Regions from separate parts of the Mus musculus genome. Here regions 1 and 3 are each linked to region 2. The links are chromatin contacts, called in public HiChIP or PLAC-seq maps. All regions are on one chromosome and are shown on one strand. Each heading gives the region's core, a stretch centred on a gene start, on an enhancer-like site or on the middle of the called end of the contact. The rest is flanking DNA. Distances are from core to core; before and after follow the strand shown. Region 1 overlaps Adgrl2 (adhesion G protein-coupled receptor L2). Region 2 overlaps Gm30382 (a long non-coding RNA gene). Region 3 overlaps Adgrl2 (adhesion G protein-coupled receptor L2).

Evidence for each region. HiChIP or PLAC-seq counts read pairs in DNA pulled down with a chosen protein or histone mark.
Region 1: an HNF4G HiChIP or PLAC-seq map of pancreatic cancer cells shows a contact between it and region 2. The contact joins two enhancer-like sites. A contact is called at or near these places in 2 of 484 Hi-C or Micro-C datasets (Sertoli cells and liver) and 2 of 115 datasets of contacts at active chromatin or transcription factors (epiblast stem cells and pancreatic cancer cells).
Region 3: a contact with region 2 is called in a FOXA1 HiChIP or PLAC-seq map of pancreatic cancer cells. The contact joins two enhancer-like sites. A contact is called at or near these places in 1 of 484 Hi-C or Micro-C datasets (liver) and 1 of 115 datasets of contacts at active chromatin or transcription factors (pancreatic cancer cells).

The regions. Positions count from the first base shown.
Region 1 is chr3:148,917,280-148,919,979 of GRCm38.p6, forward strand. The region is part of intron 1 of Adgrl2 (adhesion G protein-coupled receptor L2); the gene reads right to left. Among named protein-coding and RNA genes, the nearest start is that of Adgrl2, 36 kb to the right of the region's middle. Within about 2 kb of position 1,267, at least 61 of the 459 cell types and tissues checked have an H3K27ac peak or open chromatin away from gene starts, as enhancers often do. A contact at or near this core is called in pancreatic cancer cells, where this site is marked.
Region 2 is chr3:149,231,912-149,234,611 of GRCm38.p6, forward strand. The region is part of intron 2 of Gm30382 (a long non-coding RNA gene); the gene reads right to left. Among named protein-coding and RNA genes, the nearest start is that of Gm1653, 41 kb to the right of the region's middle. Within about 2 kb of position 1,385, at least 40 of the 459 cell types and tissues checked have an H3K27ac peak or open chromatin away from gene starts, as enhancers often do. A contact at or near this core is called in pancreatic cancer cells, where this site is marked.
Region 3 is chr3:148,899,524-148,902,223 of GRCm38.p6, forward strand. All of the region lies in intron 1 of Adgrl2 (adhesion G protein-coupled receptor L2), which reads right to left. Among named protein-coding and RNA genes, the nearest start is that of Adgrl2, 54 kb to the right of the region's middle. Within about 2 kb of position 1,293, at least 49 of the 459 cell types and tissues checked have an H3K27ac peak or open chromatin away from gene starts, as enhancers often do. A contact at or near this core is called in pancreatic cancer cells, where this site is marked.

The sequences.
Region 1 (2,700 bases), core at 17-2,516, 310 kb before region 2:
AGGTCAGTGTTCTTTCCTTCATTCAGGCACTGTGTGTAGCACTGTGAAAGTAGGTGATCTGGTTTTAAATAACCCGCACATAGGATTATTATGACAAGTGCTAAAGAAGTCTTGCTTGGATGTTTTACCAACCATTTTTTTTAAGTGTTGGATGAGTTGTCACTACGATTTTTATTTTTCAACATGGGAACCTGTTTATACCACTCTGTGTTTCATGGGCACACTGATATTCAACAAATTCAGGAGATGTGCCCTGGGGTAGCCTGAAGTCTACTTCAACTATGTGACGATTGAAAGATGCAACCATTCTGGGTAAAGGAGTGTTCTGGGCGGGGAGAAAAAATATCTTTAAATTCCTTTGTTATAAACTGGGTTTAGGGGAAAAAAAAAAAAAAAAAAAAAAAAAAAAAACCAACTTCAGGCTAATGATCTTCCATTTTGTGTACAAAACAGACGGGACAGTCCAGAATCCTTGACTCTTAGAAAGACAGGAAGTACGCCTGTGTGAAAAACAATCCGATGAACAGAGAGGAGACAGCCAAAGACTAGAAAATACTGAAATAGATCACTCAGTGAGAAACACCCCAGACCCCTCGTTCAAAGGGAACACGGAAGGACTCTGACCAGACAGTGTAGAAACCAGAAAAAGTATCATTTCCACCTTCCAGCTGAGAAGCCGAGAGCAGCATCTTTAAGTAATTTAAGCGTGCTCTAGCCTATGAGAACTGGCTATGACATCCATGGGTCATAACTTCCTTTCTGCATCAGTTGCCACAAGAAGGAACCTCCCTCCAGTTATTTAGCAATCTACTCGGTTCATCTCAGCAGCCACACCTGAAGGCTCTTCTGGCTCTGACCTGACTAACTCACCCTGAGGTAAATGGAGCTTCCGTAAACCTTAGCAAGGCTTCAAGAGCTGTCGCACCCACATGATGAATGTTCTAAATGGGAAATAGTCTAAGGGACTGACCAAGCATTCAAACTTCAGTAGCAGGTATTTTTAACTTTCAACTACATGGACTCTAGTTTCTTTCAACATTGCTCAAGAGCATCCTCACATATTATTCCCGGGTTTGTTTAATAATGGCTGTATTCTACCCACAGTTCAGTTTCTCCAGATTATTTCCCAAATACACTGACTGAGACGAAGTGTTGTGAACTGTCTAGGATCCCGGATCAACCCAGGACAGGGGCTTCCTGTGAGGGAAGCACTGTGAGGAACTGTTTAGCCCTCTAGCAGTGGCTCTGAGCCTTCCTAGCGCTGTGCCCTTTAATACACTTCCTCCTGTTGCAGTGACCACAACCATCAAATGATTTTCGCTCTTCCCTGATAACTATAACTTGCTACTGTTATGAGTCATAATGTAAATATGTGTTTTGGTAGTCTTAAGCAACCCTGTGATGGGGCCATCTGACCACCAAAGGGACAGAGACACACAGGATGAAAACTGCTACTGTAGACATGTCTGTGGGGCGAAAGGTGCTGACTAGGTGAAAGGTTAAAGAGAAAATGAGCTAAGCACTAGGCCCCTCTGCTCTCTTCTTCCTCTCTGCGCGTGTGTTTTGGGGGGGGGGGGTTGAGGGGAGGGCGGTGACCAGTTCCATGTGCCTACTGCCTTGACTCCAGGCTGGGCTGGACTTTTAAAAAGTGAGACAGAACAAAGTCTTCCTCCTATGAGTTGTTGGTATCCTGGGTTTTTTTTTTGTTTGTTTGTTTGTATATTTGTTTTTCCAAACAAAAAGAAAAGAAACTGTGGCATATATCCCCAAGTTTCTCATCTGTAAGTTCAGCTCCCATTCATTCACTGTTCTTCCCAGTCTGGTCCAGCTTGGCGGTTTCCAAGTCAATCTATTATCTCAGTGGCAAGCGCTGCTGGAGACCAGAGTGTGACGTCAACGGAGACAAGTATGCTTAGCCTTCATTTCACTGTGAGTTTGATAGAGCTGCCTGAGAATGCATCTAAGGTCCTTTTAGATGGTCTTGGGGGAAGTATTGCATCTTCTTGAGAATTGTGCATATATGTTGAAAAGGCCTGCTAACTTTCCATCTAAAGTAACTGAACAAGAGAGCAGTGGACAAACATGAGTCTAGTGCACAATAGGTACCTGTTTAAGATGAAAGCGGAAACCCATAAAGCATATAGCCGGGTATTTATTTCATGTTTCCCATGATGCCGCTCACTCTAGCTTCCAGGCTCTTTGCTGGCATTGAGCTATCTTTCTGTTATAAAATAGTAGAAAAGAACAAGCTGGTAATTTAAAAAGATACATTACAGCAACTCTCTCTGGCACCATACAATTTTAATCCCTCTTTTGAAGACAAACTGGTTGGAAAGTGACCGCTTCCTCTCTGTCCCTATTGTCACGGCAAAGTAAAGGAGAAAGGTCCTCCTCTGGCTGCCAGGGGAGCCATTTGGCCTAAGAATTCCAATGGCCGAAGAGAAGTGACAGAGTGATCCCTATGGTGTAAAAATATCATTTTCCTTACTTATTCGCAACTATAAATTGCAAGAGAAATTAATGCATTTTCTATTTGGTGGATAAATAAATCTTCAAAGTCTAATTTCTATATATAAAGAAATCCTTTTGAAACCCGGATGACCAAAAACCAATGGCACTCATTCTTTATGATCTCTTCAACTTCAATGCAGGGATATTTTCCCTCAACGTTATTTTCCAAACCTAAAATTTAGAACACAT
Region 2 (2,700 bases), core at 135-2,634:
TCACTCTATTTGGAGCATTGCAAACGTTATGGGGAGCCAATAGAAATTTATTTCTTAGCCAACATAAATGTATCTGTAATCTTTAAGGTCATGTTGCGTGGACTTTCTGTGGATCTACTCAGTTACTGGCTCTGTCATCCAGGCAACTATTTTCCACTATAAGATGCAGGGTTTGTGTGTTTATCTCATGAGGTTGTAAAAGGGTTAAATAAGATACTCTGCTTAATGGGTCCAATACTGCTATGTGCTTTTGATATACCACAACTTAGTGGTTTTAAGGTGAATTAAAAAAAAAAAAGAAAAGAAAGGAAGAGGAAAGGAAGGAAAGAAGGAAGGAAGGAAGGAAGGAAGGAAGGAAGGAAGGAAGGAAGGAAGGAAAGGAAGGAAGAAGGAATGGAGGAAGGAAAGAAAAAAGACAGACAGACAGACAGACAGACAGACAGACAGAAAGAAAGAAAAGAGAGGAAGGAAGAAAGGAAAAGAAAGAGAGAGGAAGAGAAAGAAAGAAGGAAAGAAAGAAAGGAAGGAAGGAAGAAGGAAAGAGGTCACACTCAGTGTGAGAGGGTGGGGAGCTCAGAGGACAATTTGCAGACCTAGGTTCCACCAACTGGGTCCTGAGAGCAACTTAGGTTGCCAGGCTCGGTGACAAGTATCTTGATAGCCACTACCATTCGTCTCAGCCAGCGCGCTGAGTGATTTGAAGCCGCTGACTGAGTTCCTCCTAACACAGTGCTCACCATTAGCAGTGATTTTATTTAATTAATTAATTTCAGCTTTTCGGTGGTTGGGAAAGCATACTATAGAATGATTCTCCTTTAACCTCCAGTTCAGTATCCAAAGACCAGCATGAGGCAGTCTGTACTCAAACTGGCCTTTATACTTACTTGCTTTTCCTCAACTGGAAGCTGGTGGAAATGTTCGGACCACGTCAGAGATGGGCTGTGCTAACTGTGACCTTCAGGAGACTGTTTGTTGTGCCTTGTCTTAAGATCTAGTGCATCCTAGACTAAAAAGAAGCATTTGAGAAATACCTAATTGAATCCAAGTCCACTGGACACCATTGGCAACACCCAAACGACAACACTTCTCAGAAAAACACAAGAGCCTTCTGAAGTGGGTTGTATCCTTTCTTCCTGCTACAGCTCATTATTGGCCCTAGTTTTAGTCTCTCCTCTGGGCCCTTCACCTCCGTCTTTTATACTAGAACACTTGGAGTTCTTGGTCAGCCTTTCTTCCAGATCTGCTCCAGCTGGCTTTCCTACCTTCACCTCAGCACTAACACAGCCCAGAGCTCACCGCCTCTATCCCCTTCCCACACTTCCTCACCACACTCAAGCTGTTCGTGCATCTGTCCTTGAATCCTTTCCTCCCACCAGCTCCAGGTTAACTCCCCCAAACAGCATTTCCTCCAAGCCTCTCTCTCAGCCTCTGCTTGTTCACTTACCTAAGAAAGCCCACAGCCCTCAGTCCAGTTTTTAAGGCTCTACATAAATCTCTTCCCACCTTTCCTAGAAACATTTAGATTTAATGCTTGGCTCTGTGCGCTCTCAGCTCTAGTCTGGAAAACTCACTCACAGTCCTCTTCTAGCCCATTTCTTAGGTTCTCTCCAGAGTTTGGCTTCTGCTGTGTTCCCATTGTCAGTACATCGTTCTATTTTTTCCATCGGTACAAATCCTGCCCGTCCTTCCAGATAGAGTTAGAAGCCCATTTTATTCACGGGATTTTCCTTCTGTATCAGCCAACAATGACAGACTTGTTCACTTAAATCCTGTCACAGATGTTTATTGAGTGCTTACTATAGACCAGGCAATATGGTAGGTGTTAGATTACCAGGAAGAATGGGGGTCAACTCTATTCTGAAGACTCTCAGCTCCCCACTTCCTAACTGCTGTAGTATTTACAAGATGACTCATTTTGGCTCTAGTTACATATTTCTGATTGCACCACCCCCCCCCCCCCGCCCCGTCTTCTTAATCTTTTCAGATGGCTCTAAAAATATCTTCCAGTGAGTGATTTATACATAATGGAAGTTTGTTTCTCATCGTGCAGGAGGCGGAGAAGCCCAAGGTCAAGGTGCCTGCAGATTCAATGTTTGGCAAGAGTTCCTTTTCTGTTTCCCAGAAGGCGTCTCCCTGCTTTGTTCATACAGAACACACACCTCCCTTCCCTTCTCAAAGGCACCAGGCCTTTTCACGCGGACCCGCATCCCAATTGATCTAGTCATTCCCCGAAAGTCTTACCTCTTAATATTGCCACACAGCAGGAGTTTCAACATATGGATTTTGAAAGGACAAACATTTGAACAAACATTTTCCGTGAAATGGGGTCATGGTAATGCCCAGTTCTTAGGAAATCAAGAAGTGTTATCTGAAGAAACTTGTAAGCTATGCCACCCCTGCTAGGTGCCAGGGATCAATTAGGAAACTTCTTTCTCCATAAGCTGGCATGTTAACAGTTGACTGAACTAATTTAAGACCACTAAAATCTACACTATTTGTTGCATGGGGGTCTACTATTTATAAAGCTAAAATCAGTACCTTTCTCTATACAATTTTTTTCTACCTTCACTGCTTTGGACTCATGGGTAAACACTTGGAGGATAATTAATGATCATCCACTATTAATGGAATAGGCTGTGATCTTCCTGGGCTGGTACAGGTACCACAGATACATCTTGAAGTCAAGTACGTGGTCATGTG
Region 3 (2,700 bases), core at 43-2,542, 330 kb before region 2:
CTAGACTTGGAGAACTATGTCCTTCAAAGCAGTGACGTCAGAAGGAAGAACACAGACTGAAACTGACTTCTGCATCTAGTCAGGCACACCCAGCCGAGCAGACTAAGCAGGGCTCCATCCTGTCCTGGGACTTCATCTACACAGAGGGCAGGTCTCCCAGATCAAAGAGAGTACACATCTGAAGGGTTACTTCACCTCCTGCTGTATTCACATAGAAACAATACTTTTACCAAAATTCCAGGGGGTGGGGGGGGGGGGTGGGGAACAAAGGCAGAAAGCTACTAATCGCGACCTCATTTTTTAAAAGGTGAATGTAAAAGGGTCCCCACCAGAGACAACAGTGGATTTCCAATGTAGGACTTTCACATCAATGAAGTTTTATTAGGCAGTAATAAACTCTCCAGGTGTGAAGCAGTCCCACCTAGCTCAGGGAAGGCAGCTCCAGGAAGCCAATTAATGCAGACTCCAGAGTCTGTGCTAACAACTCTGAAACTACATCGAAGCCACCCACACATTTCTCTGTGTCCTGGGCGAGGAACCCTAGGGTGACTGCAGGCAACCTCTGCTGACTCATACAAGGGGCCTAAAGGGGGACAGCTCAGGAGGCTCCTTCTAAGGAAAGGAATCCCCACGGAACCCCGCAGAGCCCTGCCTTTCCAGTTAGCCATGCCAACCGTTTGCCAACGAGAAAAGTCCATCCAAGTTCTTCCACAGAGGGCCTACTGCTTTTAACTTTCCATCACATACACTTTCTTTTGTTGTTATTAATTTTGTTGTTGCTGTTCCACGTGTTTATTTTGAGACAAGGTCTCCTGTATTCAAGGCTGCCCTCGAATCCACTCTGTAGCAGTCACTGCCCTTACACTTGCCATCTTCCTGCCTCCACCTCCCCAGTACTGGAATCACATGCTGACCAGCTTAGTCCTACAGTGCTTGTAAAAGATATACCTGTTTTCCTTAAAATCCCAAAGGAGTATCGAACTTAGAATTTTCCCTTTCAAACGGTGAATACAAGAATACTACTGAAGACATCAGAAAAGGGTTTTCTGCTAAAAGGAAGAAAAGTCCAACCGGACTCCAAGAGGAAGCCAGGAAAGTTCTTGTGTCCTCGCCTAAGAAAAACTAACTTTGGAGACCCAAAACATGTTGAAATGTTTCCTTTTATGTCCACAAAACAGTGTGGAAATTTTAATTGATTAGTTTAAGATACGAAGTCACTGGTGGCACAATCAGATGCAAGGACTGTGTTCTAAAGGATGGTAGGAACTTGTGAGGAAAACTAGCCAAACTAGTGACATAACTGAACCGCACATATAAGATGCTCCTGAGCAATGTCACTGCTGTGCTATTTGCTTACTGGTACTGCTGACCTAATCAAAACCTCCAAGATGCCCCAAAAAAGTAAAAGGAGAGGATCAGCAGGCCTCACTCCCTCCCTTCAGAATACAAAGGCAGGAAATGGCCACAAGGAAACACACTACTCTGTATGCAAACTTCAAAACAAAACAAAACAAAATAAGGACAACAATATTTTAAAATTTCACCTCAAGTAAAAACAAGCATTTCTTTACTGCTCAGTCACTTTTCCTGCTGTATTTGTGTCTGGCAGGCTCTGATGTCTTTCTTAGATCACTCTGGAATCAGTTTATTTTCACACCCTGTAAGAAGCCCACCCAGTGTACCGACCACTCTAAAATCCACCAGGCGACCCTAGCAACAGTCACACTGTAATTTAGGATGGAACGCTAGCCCATGATGGGACGCGGATATCATTTGTAAAATGACAGTATGGTGGCTTTGACACTTGAGTGAGTCTAGGCACCATCTCCCATGTCTTTGAGGTCTATCTACATTATGATGAAAAGATGAAGTTTTTAAAAAAAAACTGAAATTTTGTAAATCATTAATACCATAAATTGATTCTGTTATTACATAGTTATAAAAACCTTAAAAGAGCAACATGGGACTTCTCTACACAGTGAAAAAAGCAGTGAAAAAAGCAGTGTGTGTGTGTGTGAGAGAGAGAGAGAGAGAGAGAGAGAGAGAGAGAGAGAGAGAGACAGAGAGAGAGAGAGACAGAGACAGAGAGAAACAGAGAGCTGTCAAGTGCATCTATCAAGAAGGAAGAGGCAGCCTAGAGTCAGATCCAGTGGAAGAGTTCCTTTCCCAACACAGAGAGTGTCAGCTTCTAGCCTCAGAGATTCTAACATATTGCAAGAAAATACAGGAAAAACAGTTTAGGCAGTGTTTCCATGCCTTGGTAAAGTCCTTTGCACAGCTCTCCCTGGACCTCAAATGTTTATTTTCCTTCATAACCTAGAATACTTTTAATTTTATCCTTATAAAGTGGACAGTCGGAATTAAAAAGATCCTTGGCTATTAAAAATACGTGTAAAAACAGAAATTAAGCGTCACAAAAACAATCAACTCTTTTAGGGCTCTCATGGGCTCACAGAGACTGAGGGGACAATCCTGGAACCACTGGGGTCTGCCCCAGGTCCTCAGCATGCCTGTTCTAGTTGTGGCTCTTAGCCTGGCCTTTTCTCTGGGACTCCCAACAGTGGGAGTGGCCGTGTGTCTGGCTCCCTCCCTGCTCCTGGGACCCTTTTCCTCATATTGGGTTGGCAAGTCCAGCCTCGGTGTGAGGGCTTTGGACTTCTCTTATGGTGTCTTGTTTTGTCCTGTTTAGTGGTGGTCTCT